Regions from separate parts of the Mus musculus genome. Here all the other regions are linked to region 1. The links are chromatin contacts, called in public ChIA-PET, Hi-C and HiChIP or PLAC-seq maps. All regions are on one chromosome and are shown on one strand. Each heading gives the region's core, a stretch centred on a gene start, on an enhancer-like site or on the middle of the called end of the contact. The rest is flanking DNA. Distances are from core to core; before and after follow the strand shown. Region 1 holds the start of Thumpd2 (THUMP domain containing 2). Region 2 holds the start of Map4k3 (mitogen-activated protein kinase kinase kinase kinase 3). Region 3 overlaps Map4k3 (mitogen-activated protein kinase kinase kinase kinase 3). Region 4 has its middle 13 kb from the start of Gm33538.

Region 1 (3,105 bases), core at 122-2,621:
ACCTAACCACCCTAGGCAATTATAGCAATCTTCCTAGCTGAGAGAGACTTCCTGTGTTGGTCTTTCTTTTAGTCTTATGCCAATGAATTGCATCCAATTCAGCACCAAACTAACTTATTACCTACCGAGAGTAAGCCTGTGTATGACTATGGTATCCGGATGAATGAAACTATCATCTCCCCAGGAATTTCGCAGCCTAAAACATCTGCATTCTGATAGTCAATTGCATGCATTAAACACCTTTGAAATTAAGGGAATCGACAATCACATCAAAACAGGGAGAAACTGTGAAGCAAATGTCTCACAGCTACTCCAGTTTAAATGTGCATCTTGAGGTGAGATAAAAATGACTAAAATTTATTATAGAAATATACAGAACTGACAAACATGAAAGAGAATTAAAGTCTGTCCGTTCTAAAATTGTTTCTGTTGACTTCCAACTTCCTCGATGTTGAATAAGTAATATTCAAATGGCAGATTGCAGCTGGGTAAGTTAAATTCATCTGAAGGCATCTGAGACTATTTTTTTAGTACAGACTATGTATGTATGTGTGTATGCACGCACATGTATGTATATGCAGGAAAATATGTGTGCGGCGTACATGTGCATGTGTACACATAGAGGCCAGAAGACAACCTCAGGTATCCTTCCTCAGGTGTTGTCCCTCTTTTATTTTTAATTTTTGGGGACAGGTCTAGGGTGAGCCACCAAATGAAACAACTTAGAGCTGACCTTTGGAAACGCTCAGGTGACGGGACTCCATAAGGAACTTGGCTCTACTGCCCCAACCCTTCAGGAGCTGACCACTGGTTAAGGGGCAAGAGAATGTCAGTTACCCACTGGCATTCATTTCTGGACCTGGAGAAATATTCCTCTAACAGTTTCTAATATCTGATTCAATATAGAACTACATAGCTAATTTAATGTTGTTGAATTAGAGATAGATTTTTATTCTATCTATATCAAATTTTGTCATTTTAAAACTCAAGAGGTTTTTCTTTAAAAAAAAAAAAAACCATTCAAATACCGTCACTAGCTCAAATCGATTAGACTAAACTGGATGGCACATTCATTATTTACCTATGTGATTGGCCAGATTCAAGAAATGTAACAAGTGTCGGGAACACAAAGACATTTTGCTGGAGAACAAGAATTTCTTCTCTTGATCCTGAGTTCACCGGTTCGGCCCAGTCTTAGATGAAGACAGTAAGGACAGCATCCCCAGGACCCTTGACAATCAGAGATGCCTGGCTGCAGGAGGCTCGCTGTAGTTTCCGGGACGCCCCATAGAGGGCGGGCCTGCAAAGGCGACGCTCCGGTGCGCGTTCCACTGAAGGCTCCCAGGCGCGCTCCCGAGCTCACGTGACCGGGTCTCGGGGTCGCGCCTGAGCGCCATGGCTGTAGCCCAGGCAGACCCGGGTTCTGACCCCGCTGGCGGCGCCCGGTTCTTCTGCACCGCGGGCCGCGGCCTGGAGCCGTTCTTGATGCGGGAGGTGCGCGCGCGGCTGGAAGCCACGCAGGTGAGTCGGGCTCACCGTGCTCGGGGGGAGCCACGCTCGCCCCGGGTCCCCTCTTGGCACCAGCGTGGGGCTCAGGCCCGGGAAGGACTTGTGAGCACCCCATCCTTGGCGTGCAGTGGGCCCCATCCGGGACCTTTGATGACTGCTGAGAGCAACCGGCTGCTCTGGTGGTTTCGTTCTTTATCCAGTATGGTCACTGTATATCTGTCACAGCCAAAGTTTTAAACAGAGGGGTGCGGAAGCCACTTTTGTCTGGGATTCCTTAAAAAGAAACTATGACATGGCAATAGCTAGAGTTAGAATCCTTCCTTTATACCTTAAATGCAGATATACTTCCCGGGCTTACTTGTTTGAGTCTTGTTACTTGACAAGCTTGGGTTTTACATTGTAGGAGGACTGTGAGACATGCCCAGTACACCCACAACACACGTGGTAAACAGAAGCTAGAACAAGAACTCTCCCCTGCTACCCGTGCGTTTCAATGAGTGACTAGTGAACAAATTCCAAACGTACCAGGATGTGCAAACTGAGTTCTTGAAAACACAGGGAAAGGATGTAATAGGATAGGTCGGGACTTTTGTGTGTGACATGTTCTTGGAAAGGGGAAGCTTGCTAAAACCAAACTAGCTGTTCGCCTCTGGGGAGCAGTGTTCGAAGCCCACAAAAGGAGTCTCTGCCACGGTGAGGATCCAGATGGAGATGGTGGAGATGCAGATGGAGATGATAGAGGTGCAGGTGCAGTGGGGAGAGTTGCCAAGACTAGCATTTAATCTAAATAAATTTAATCTAAATTAAATATCTAAATAATAACCTCCGCATTCATCAAGGATTTAAAGTTTGTTGGGTTTTTTTGTTTGTTTGTTTTGGTTTTAATTGTGTGTGTTCTCATACTAGTGAAAGCGTGAACCATCAGCTCATCTCCCTGGAGCTGGAGTAACTGGTGATTGTGGGCTGCCCTGCGTGGGTGCTAGGATGCAAACATGGTTCCTCTACAAGACTAATACCCAGTCTTAACCAGGTGAATCCAGTGATGTATTCAAGTTACACAATTACAAAATGATGTTGGTGATATTCAGATTCTGAAATCAAGCATAACTATATAATGTCCAACCCAGCCACATGTGGGCATATACATGTTGCAGGGCACTTGATCACACTGTGAACCCCAAGATTGTGCTATTTACTGAAAAAACAAAAACAAACAAACATGTTTCTATTTGTGGTCTGGCTCAGCCCTTAGCACATACCTTTAATCCATCTGGCTGGAATACAGGCATGCCCTTAGCACACATCTTTAAGCCCAAACAATGAAAGTCAAGTTAGTTTGTAGAAGGAGGCAGCCATGTTTGAAAGTGATGTCTAATTGAATGGCAGACAAGGTGACGAATCAGAGAAAGATTTCACAGAACAAGGACATGCCCAACTCACAAGAGAAGAGAGAGGAAAGGGAAGCTACTTGAACAGGGGCAGAGAGAGGAGGAGGAGGAAGAGGAGAAGGAAGAAGAGAAGGAGGAAGAGGAGGAGGAGGAGACGACAGACAGTTTTACCGGACAGTTACAGGGAGATAGGTTGCAGAGAGAGAAC
Region 2 (2,957 bases), core at 320-2,819, 340 kb after region 1:
CTCGGTTATCTGCAGAGATGATAATCCCAGCAAACAAAACAGTGAAACCATTAGAACTTTCTGGTGCAAGCCGAATGGCTTTCAGTCCTGGAAACTTGGCTTTTTTTTTTTTTTTTTTTTTTTAAAGCACAAAAGGGCAGAGAAAGCAAGCAGAGCAGGTCCTGCTTTGAGAGACTTCCATTTCCTTATCTGAATCCAGAATTATCTGCCTGTTTAGCCTAAAGAAGACAAACAGTTCTCCGCCCACAGCACAGGCAGAAGGCAGGCCTGCTCCTCAGCCCCTGCAAGTGCCTTCCACCGGGAGGAAGCGGGGAAAACCATGCCTCGTCCCGAGGAGCTCAGGATAGCACAGCCTTAAGGTTTATCCTCAATTAATCCTGTGACGTGCACTCCTGGGGCAGAATTGCAACCCTGTCACAATCTGATGCTTTGGGATAACTAAAGTGCTTGGATGACTCCACGTATGGTTTGGAGCACACAATTTGGGAATTTAGTCAATAGGTAAGTTTACTGTAAGTAACATGATAGAAAGGTTTTAAGGTTTGATGAGACCAAGTTTCTGAGAAGGAATTGGACATTAAGGCACATTAGTCTTTAGGTCCCTAAAGAGATTAGAAAAGCATTTTTAAAGCAAAATATCCAACAGAGCGCCAGAGTGGACCTCGCTACAGCTTTTGGAAATGGGTAGTAGTTAAGTTTACTAAGAACTCAACATTGACCCTTCCACTGCCTAAGTCCTTTCTTAGCTAACTTTTAGCAGTCTGGACGTAATGCTGGTTATCTGGATCTTATGCTGGGTGGAGCTCTGGGCAGGTAATGTCGCGGCTACGTAGCTTCCGGATGGTCACGTGTTTACATTTCAGGTGTGGGAATAGATCCCTGTCCAGGCCACACCCTCTGCAACCACCCTCGTCTCAGGGTTGTCAGACAGCTTGCGTAGTCCCCGCCCCGGGCTTTGAAAAATCCAGCCTTCTCCCTGGACAGAGGTCAATCACGGCTTTGGTTCTGCACTGCTTCCCGCCCACTCCCTCCACGGATTTCTCCCCGCCCCTTGTTCTCTCTGCACCCCTGTCAAGCCAACCCCAAGAGCCCAAGTGTCACTGTCCCCCGAGGGTCTTTCTCACCTTTCTGATGGGGACCTCCTCCCCTAAACCTAGAAGAAAGGGTCGGGGCTCTCGGATGTACTTGCTCTTAGAAAGTTGGGGAATACCGTCTTGTGCGTGGCAACTACTACCTGCTGGGGCTGGGGCTGGGACCACAAGCAGCGAGTCCAACTTTGTTACCCGGAGTCTGGCGCGTCCGGCGTGTCCCGACCGGGCGCGCGAGCCGGGGGCGCGCAGGGCCCGCCGGGAGCGCGCGGCCTCCGGGATGGCGGCTGCGCAGTGGCGAGCGGGGCCGGGAACCGGAGGGAGGGCGTGCGGGCGGGCGGAGCGGAGCGGCGGGCGGAAGCCATGTTGGAACTGCACCCCGAGCGAGGGGCTGCGGGCGCGCTCCTCTCCTGGTGGGTGTGACCCGGCTCGGCGCGGCGGCGGGGGGCGGGGACGCCGGGCGGCTCGTCGTGGTCGGCGGCGGCCGCGGCGTGCAGCCGGGCGATTGTGACCGGCGGCGGAGCCGGGCCGGCCGCGGGCGCTCCCTCCGTGCGGCCCCCGTGAGCGCCCCCCCTCCCCGGGCCGGGAGGGAGGTGGGGGGCACCCGGGGCCCGCCATGAACCCGGGCTTCGATCTGTCCCGCCGGAACCCGCAGGAGGACTTCGAGCTGATCCAGCGCATCGGCAGCGGCACCTACGGCGACGTCTACAAGGTGAGGGCAGGGGCGGCCGAGCCGGGGCCTGCGCCGCGGGGGACGGAACAAAGAGGCAGGCGTGGGGACCTCAGCCCTCGGCGTCCTCGCCGGAGCTGTGCCCGGGACGCGCGGGTCTCTGACCCTCCCAGGCTCTCCTGCGTGCAGTCCCGGGAAGGGCTGCGGCCGGAGCCGCTGCGTTCCTGGGAGGGCGGAGCGGGGCTGGGCGCTTGTTGCCTGGGCAGGGTCTGTGTGACGAACCCCGGTGCTGGGGCTTGGCGCTTGACAAACCTACGTGCCTCTCCGGGACCTGGGATCATAGGCCCCGGTGGCTGGGAGCTACTGTCCGCCCGGGCCTGCTGGATCTGTCCTAACGCTGGGCAGCCTCCATCGACAGCTTAGCCTTTAGCCTCTTAACATCTGCCCGTGCTTTAGCCTTTAGCCTCTTAACATCTGCTTGTCAGTTCCTTGTAATTTTCCAAGTAGTCATGTTTTGTAAAAAGAGATGGGTTTTTGGAGGCAAGACAGCAACTTCGAGGTTTTTTTTTTTTCCTCCAAAAAGAATTGGATAATGGGGTTTGTTTTTGTCAGTGACACATAGGAATCAGATATTTTTCCTTTTCTTTTTCTTTCTTGTGTGTGTGTGAGAGTCGAGTATCTAGGAAGAGTATTGGTTTGACAAGGTTAGAATTCAGAGCTCCTTAGCAGGACAGCGTTTCTGTTGCAGAGGGATCGCTTCTAAATGTGGGAGGATAAATCGTTCTTCCCTGGCCAGTAAAACTCTTGGCCTCGCGGAGTCTGCCAAGAAGGGAGGCGGATAGTGCCAAAGGTGGCAGCAGTCTTGATTTAGTTGCCTATCTACTTACATGGTAACTGAAGTTGGGCTCCTGTTTTCCAGAACACCTGAGGATGCCCAGAGTATGACTTGGAAAGTTTAGTTTTCACTTTATTTTTGCCCACGCTAAAGCAATGGGCTTTTTATTCTTGCCTCAATGGAACGCATAAGGTAAGTTAGCCAATACCTCAGGTCTTTTGTGAGTGATCTGCTTGGCTTTTGTGAATGATCACATAGCACCACACTTTCCTCTGTTGACAAAGGTGTGTGGAGCATAACTCCAGTGTATAACTTAGCAGCCACGTGTTGATGAACTAAAGACAGGAATGGACCCAGATTTATT
Region 3 (2,986 bases), core at 205-2,704, 360 kb after region 1:
AGAGCCAGAGTCCGTAGAGGGGAGCTGAGGAGGAGGCTCCATCTGCTCGGCTCCTGCAGTCCATGCTGCGCTGAGGCTTTGCTGACCACCCACACTGCTGTAAATGAGTTAGCCCAGGAAACTCGCTGGCTTGCAGAGCTGGGCTGGGCTTGGTGCTCCTTTAGGTCTCCTGTCTGTCTCCTCTCTCCCTTACTCCTGAGAGGCAGTTAAAGTGTGGGCAGCGCAGACCCCAGTATTACGATGCTCTCTCCCCTCTCTGCTCCTTGGGGTGTTGGTTTGTTTGCTCGTTTTTTGTCCCTCACCCCCATCCCAGTCCTCTGGTCCTCCCACTGCTGAGAACCGAGCAAGAGCGGAAGGCCTGCGGCAGAGCTGTGCTGGCTTTCCAGGCTGGCAGCGCTGTCATTTCTCTTCCCCAGCGCTCTGCCGATTCTGAGGACTGCGGCTCTGGTTAGTGCTGGCACGGAGCCCGCATGCCAGGAATCCGGGAATCATGGAACATGCTTTGATTTTGGATGCAAAGATTTTTTTTTCTTCTTCTTCCAGTAAAACTGTGGCTACAGGAGGTTTGACAATCTCTTTTCTTCTCCCAAAACCCAAAATTGGATGTTTCTGTAAATTGCTGGGCAGGGCTGCTATTTTTGCTTTTTGTTTTATTGTTTGTGTTGAGTTTCTTAAACACTTTCTGTCATATTATGAGGCAATACTTGAATCAAACTTAGGAAATATTTCCATAACAATTTACATTGTTTTTATGAAAAGTGATATAAAAGACCCTTTAGGCAATGTTTTTTTATGAATAAAGTTTTGCCACTTTTGGCAGGCTTTGGGGCAGTATCAGGGAAGTAACGTTTCACTTCCTGGAGTAAAGATGTATAATTTTTGCAACATTCTCTGCAAAAACTATGCATTTCAGGCACTGTACTTGACCCCAAGGTCTAGCTAGGCCCCTGGTCTACTGTACCCTGAGCCTCAGAACTCAGGGAAGACTTCGGTGTTTATCTGGCTAAGATTTAAAACATTAAAATTTTAAATAGTTTAATTAGGATTAAGACAAGAGATTTTTTTTAAAATCTCTTTTGAATTGTACAGATTGAGTCGCACATAAGAGATGCTCACTTTATCCCGTGCTCCCTCTCCGGATTCTTCTTTTGTCAAGTTCCCATAATACATTCCTTACAACCAAGTCCTCACGCTGCTCCACTGCTCCTCACTGTTGCCCTGCCCGTGCCTCTCTGCCGTGCTAGGGTCCCATCTCCGGTACCGATACAGTTCACTAGCAGGTTTGGTTACATGGACTGCTCTGGCCTGTAACAGTTTTGCAGACTTTTTCTTTGTGTTTTAATGACCTTGAAGGTGGCAGGTTAGATGGAAGTCATGGAGCTAGGGTGCCCGCCCGCCTGCGTGGTCAGCAGGGGCTTGTCACTCACAGTGTTTACATTTGTCACCTGGCACCCAGTGTTTGCCCAGCCTGTGCATAGCTCTTCATAGCTGTGATTCCAAGGGCGTGCCTTTCACACCCCTTGGAAGAAAGTCTCATACTGGGGATGGGCAGTTAGGCTTCAGCCACCACTTTTAAGCCAGGTGTAACTATGTATAGCTGTGCCTTTGCCCTGTTAACTGTATTTGTTGTTGATGCTGGGGCTGTGCCTCAGATGTCACCTATGCTAAATACATATTCTTGCTGTGCTATTTAGTCCCCAGTTTGCTTATTCAATTTCTTTATGAGTGTGGATTGATGGCTACAGTGCACAGCTACATACTTCATTGGAATTTAACTGCATCTGTTTGTTCTGTGTCTTTTTATACATCCACACCATATTGTTTTTAACACATTCTGGCATTTTATTTTTTAATATTTTTGGGCATGACAACATACTTAGGCTCATCTGTAAATGCTTTGCTGTGGCCTAGAATCAGGCGTTTCTCAATAAGCCATGGTTCTTCTTACTGGTATCAGACAACCAAGGTATAGAGTGCTTGCCTTCCTTTCATGACGCCCAGGTCTCACTCTCCTGCGTTACCCCTCCACAAAACAAGCAAAACAAAAAACCTTGAAAATTGTGCTCTGGGTCTGTTCCTTGCTGTTGGACTGCCTTGCTTCTAGGTGCTCTCTCTCAGCTGGTGTGTGTGTGTGTGTGTGTGTGTGTGTGTGTGTGTGAAGTGTCTGAGCCATGTAAATACAGGTACCTGTAAACTTTTTGGTTTTTTGAGACAAGGTCTTGCTATGTACACAAGACTGGCTTTGAAATTACAGAGCTCTGCCTGCCTCTGCCTCCTGAGTGCTGGATTCAAAGGTGTGCTCTACCATGTCCAGCTATATAAATAGTTCTGTATCCATCTCTGTGCATTTTAGCCTAACTGAATTCATAATAGTCTCTTTATTCTAGTACGTGATGGTTCCTGCCAGCCTTCCCTTTGCTATCTGTCACCCCCATCTTCAGTAGGGAGAAACCTGGCTCCCATATTTGTTCAGTTCCAGTATACATATTCTATATATAATATACAGTTTCCATATAGTAACCAATTTTAGTGTTAATGCATTGCTGTGAAGTGAGTACTTCATTCTAACTTACAGATAGAGGGATTTGTGGGGAATGTAAGTGACTTCCCAAGGCCCCACAGTCAGTAAGGAAGTACACTAGAGTTGAGCCCAGACAGACAGCCAGACTGACAGGAGCGGGTGTGTAGACCGTGGACCTCCGCAACCTGCACTGTTGCTTCTTGTATATATTTTTTAAAAGGTTTTTGTTTTTCTAAGGAATTGGGGGTTTGGAAACAATCTAGACAATTTAAGATCCCCCCAGGAAGTGAGGCGGAATGGCAGTTAGGAAAGGTAGGCAGACAGAAGAAAACTTTTTTGAAGAGAGACAAAGTGAGATTGTACTTGCAAGAACAGGAGTTTATGCTTTTGAAAATGTTCTGGAGTAAAAATATAGCCAGTGTTTCTTTTTCTCTCTCTCTCTGAAGCGTTCCATGCTGATTGCCA
Region 4 (2,913 bases), core at 272-2,771, 290 kb after region 1:
TAGACAGATAGATAGGTAGATAGATGGATGGATGGGTGGGTGAGTGGGTGGGTGGGGGGATGGATGGATGGATAGATGGAAGGGTGGGTGGATGGATAGATAGATAGATAGATAGATAGATAGATAGATAGATAGATAGATATCTCAGTATTGTTCACTTGAGGAGAAGAAGTCATAATCATTAAGTAATTTCCTAATGGCTCTTAGTCCATTTTCTGCTGGTATGAGAAGAAGAAAACCAACAACCTAGGTAATTTATAAAAATAGTAATTTATCTGGATCATAATTCTGAAAGCTATGATGTTCTTGAACATGATACTAGCATCCAGCAAAGGCCTTCCCACTATGTCCTTCCATGGTGGAAGGTGTTGGCTCCTCCCTTTTATAAGGGATTTTCTGCCTTCATCAAGGCCTTGATAGGACAGGGATGCTGTGATCTAGTCACCCTGAGGTCCCACCTCATTATACCATCATAATGGCAATTACATTTCAACCTATTTTGGAGGAAGGAACATTTAAATGGCAGCACAGTGACTAGAAGAAAAAAAACTAGTTGAGTCAATTACCCAATCATTCTGGTGGGAAAAGAAAGCTGCTCATGGCTGAAAGGTTTTTCATTCCTCTGTGAGTGCTGCTTAGTGCTTCAAGCTTTAATTTGTTCTAGTAACAGAGACGTGACCATTCCATTCCGCTTTGCCCAGGAACAACACGATTACCAGAGCACTTTTGTACAAACAGAACTCACTTGCAGCTAGTTATTCAAATATCCAGTGACAGCGTAATAAAAACCTAGTGCCTTCATTTAATTAAACACTCCAGTTGACTCTTCCCTGGAAGTGGTTGCCCATATTTGGAAACTGCTCTTTCACGATTTTTAAAATAGCACGTAACACCACGACAGTCACATATTAGAAGGAGCTCTCTGATCTGAAGGTGCCAGCGCAAGTGTGAAATGCATTCAGGGTGAATCCCTTTCCAGGAGGCGTCTATGTGCAGAGCTTTTTTTTTCAAGGGGTTTTCAAAACCACCACAAAGTGGCAAGTGAGGAGAAATTGCAGCAATGCAGATGGCAAACTTCAACCAACAGTGCGCCTTCCCACGGGCTGCAGCAAACTTACAAAGCAGTGAATTGAAGATTAAATCGTGAACCCTGAGCAGTATTACTTGTCCCCCCTATGATTAATGCCTGGCAGACACTGTGAGTCAGAATGTAAATACACACTAGTTTTGGTAGACCTCACAGGGTTTATACTTTGGTTAACCACAGCTGCCTCAGATCTACTACCGGAAAGATGTTTTGGAGAAATGAAACCAGACACCCGTCATGCATGTGACATTTTATTCATAATAAACAGAGCCCTCAGTGGGAAAAGACATTCTTACAATGGTCTTTGCACACTCGTTAAAAGTATACCTATAATATCTCACGCCTTCATAAGTAGAGGCCACGCAAGGATTTTCCTTTATGTGATTAACTTTAATGTATACGTTTTGGGGTGCCTTTTTTGAACTGGGTTGCCGATGTGCTATCTAGTAAAAGGGATCTCTCACATACATACCAAAGCATGTGCTATAAATGAGAGGGGCCACAGTTAGAATTAATTAACAATAGTGAAGCTCTTGCTTGTACATTTTGCCAAACATTAGCCCAAGTGATTTACTGGAATTGTTTAATTTTATTGGCAATTTCAACAGAACAGAATTCCACTGTCCCAGATTAAAAGAATTGACAGACTTGGCCAATCTAATGGTTGATAAAGAATTCAATACCCAAATGGGAAAACAATGTTTTCATAGATGTTTTTCTGGAAATTTACAAAATCGAGATTCCCCCCACCCCCCGCCCCCAAACTACCTACACACAGGAACACACAAAACACACATCGCAAGCATCGACACCCTGTAAGCAACTTAACTGTTTCATTGTCCATTTGTGCACTCTGTTTCTGACATTCCCTTTATTCCAGAAATTATTCAGCCTACCCACTCTTTTAATTAATTTTTATGTGTATGGGTATTTTGCTTTCATGTGTGTTCAGTGCCCAAGAAATCCTGGAGAGGACATCAGATCCCCCGGGCACTGGTGTTAATAAAACAGCTGTGAACTACCATGTGAGTGCTGAGAATTGAACCCAGGTCCCCTAGAAGAGCAGCCAGTGCTCTAACCACTGTGCCATGTCTCCAGCCCCCTATTTATCTCTCTTAAATGACTAGTCAGGTTGGTTTACTATCAAAGTAAGAAGTCTTTTCTGGAGCTTGGAGATAAAACCTGATGATGCCATACCCAGGAGAAGATACAGAAAAGATCCTTCTGCACTGTTTGTAAGATAGAAAATGGCCAAGTGTGGTAAAGCCAGCTTGCAACTCCAAAATTCAAAAGGCTGAGACAGGAGGATCACTTCTAGTTCACAGCCACATTGTGAGTTCAAGACCAGCCTGACCTACATGGTGAGACTCTGTCTCAAAGCACATAACAACAACAAAAAGATTGTTTAATGACAGTTTTAAAAATTCATTGACAAGCGGGTAAAGAAATTGTGGCAATTTTTAAATGTTATTAATTTAGTTGAGTTGACGCTAGTGCTCGGGAGGCAGAGACAGTGGGATTTCTGTGAGTTAGAGGCCAGTCTGGTCTACAGCCACGGCTATATAAAGAATCCCTGTCTCAAAAAACAAAATGAACAAACAGAAAAGATTTAGAGTCTCAAACAATGAAATGAAGAATGCGCTCATCTTTGTAATACTTGTCCACGGTGTTAATAACTAAGTCTAACAGCCAAAAGGTTTGAGGCAAGCAGCATGTATCTTTTCTCATTCTGCTAGCAAACTTCTCACATCTGAGGAAAACAAAGCTTACAGAAGCAACTTTCCCCCTCGCCTTCAGTTCATCCTTCAAGACAAAGCACTTCTTAC

Evidence for each region. Hi-C and Micro-C count contacts between places; a contact is called where the count stands out from the background. ChIA-PET counts read pairs in DNA pulled down with a chosen protein or histone mark. HiChIP or PLAC-seq counts read pairs in DNA pulled down with a chosen protein or histone mark.
Region 2: a Hi-C map of pre-B cells shows a contact between it and region 1, with 2.2 times the contacts expected there. The contact joins the promoter of Map4k3 here to the promoter of Thumpd2 in region 1. A contact is called at or near these places in 15 of 39 promoter capture datasets (the 3T3-L1 cell line, 3T3-L1-derived adipocytes, the HPC-7 cell line and 11 more), 18 of 484 Hi-C or Micro-C datasets (CD4 T cells, LSK cells, Sertoli cells and 12 more), 19 of 115 datasets of contacts at active chromatin or transcription factors (the NIH/3T3 cell line, astrocytes, bone marrow-derived macrophages and 12 more) and 3 of 9 other capture datasets (adipose tissue, liver and macrophages).
Region 3: a contact with region 1 is called in a FOXA1 HiChIP or PLAC-seq map of pancreatic cancer cells. The contact joins the enhancer-like site here to the promoter of Thumpd2 in region 1. A contact is called at or near these places in 2 of 39 promoter capture datasets (cranial neural crest and hippocampal neurons), 1 of 484 Hi-C or Micro-C datasets (nephron progenitors), 6 of 115 datasets of contacts at active chromatin or transcription factors (bone marrow-derived macrophages, cardiomyocytes, embryonic basal ganglia and 3 more) and 1 of 9 other capture datasets (pancreatic islet).
Region 4: a contact with region 1 is called in an RNA polymerase II ChIA-PET map of memory CD8 T cells, with 8 read pairs. The contact joins the enhancer-like site here to the promoter of Thumpd2 in region 1. A contact is called at or near these places in 1 of 39 promoter capture datasets (the C10 cell line), 1 of 484 Hi-C or Micro-C datasets (CD4 T cells), 4 of 115 datasets of contacts at active chromatin or transcription factors (bone marrow-derived macrophages, embryonic stem cells, memory CD8 T cells and 1 more) and 2 of 9 other capture datasets (liver and pancreatic islet).

The regions. Positions count from the first base shown.
Region 1 is chr17:81,063,351-81,066,455 of GRCm38.p6, reverse strand. Thumpd2 (THUMP domain containing 2) reads left to right here and starts at 1,371. Exons shown (of 10, transcript NM_028138.1): 1 at 1,371-1,521. The coding sequence starts at 1,396.
Region 2 is chr17:80,726,637-80,729,593 of GRCm38.p6, reverse strand. Map4k3 (mitogen-activated protein kinase kinase kinase kinase 3) reads left to right here and starts at 1,569. Exons shown (of 34, transcript NM_001290345.1): 1 at 1,569-1,800. The coding sequence starts at 1,705. It also overlaps the pseudogene Gm9959.
Region 3 is chr17:80,707,464-80,710,449 of GRCm38.p6, reverse strand. The region is part of intron 1 of Map4k3 (mitogen-activated protein kinase kinase kinase kinase 3); the gene reads left to right. Among named protein-coding and RNA genes, the nearest start is that of Map4k3, 19 kb to the left of the region's middle. Within about 2 kb of position 1,454, at least 34 of the 459 cell types and tissues checked have an H3K27ac peak or open chromatin away from gene starts, as enhancers often do. A contact at or near this core is called in hippocampal neurons, pancreatic cancer cells and pancreatic islet, where this site is marked.
Region 4 is chr17:80,771,024-80,773,936 of GRCm38.p6, reverse strand. No RefSeq gene overlaps it. Among named protein-coding and RNA genes, the nearest start is that of Gm33538, 13 kb to the left of the region's middle. Within about 2 kb of position 1,521, at least 107 of the 459 cell types and tissues checked have an H3K27ac peak or open chromatin away from gene starts, as enhancers often do. A contact at or near this core is called in bone marrow-derived macrophages and memory CD8 T cells, where this site is marked.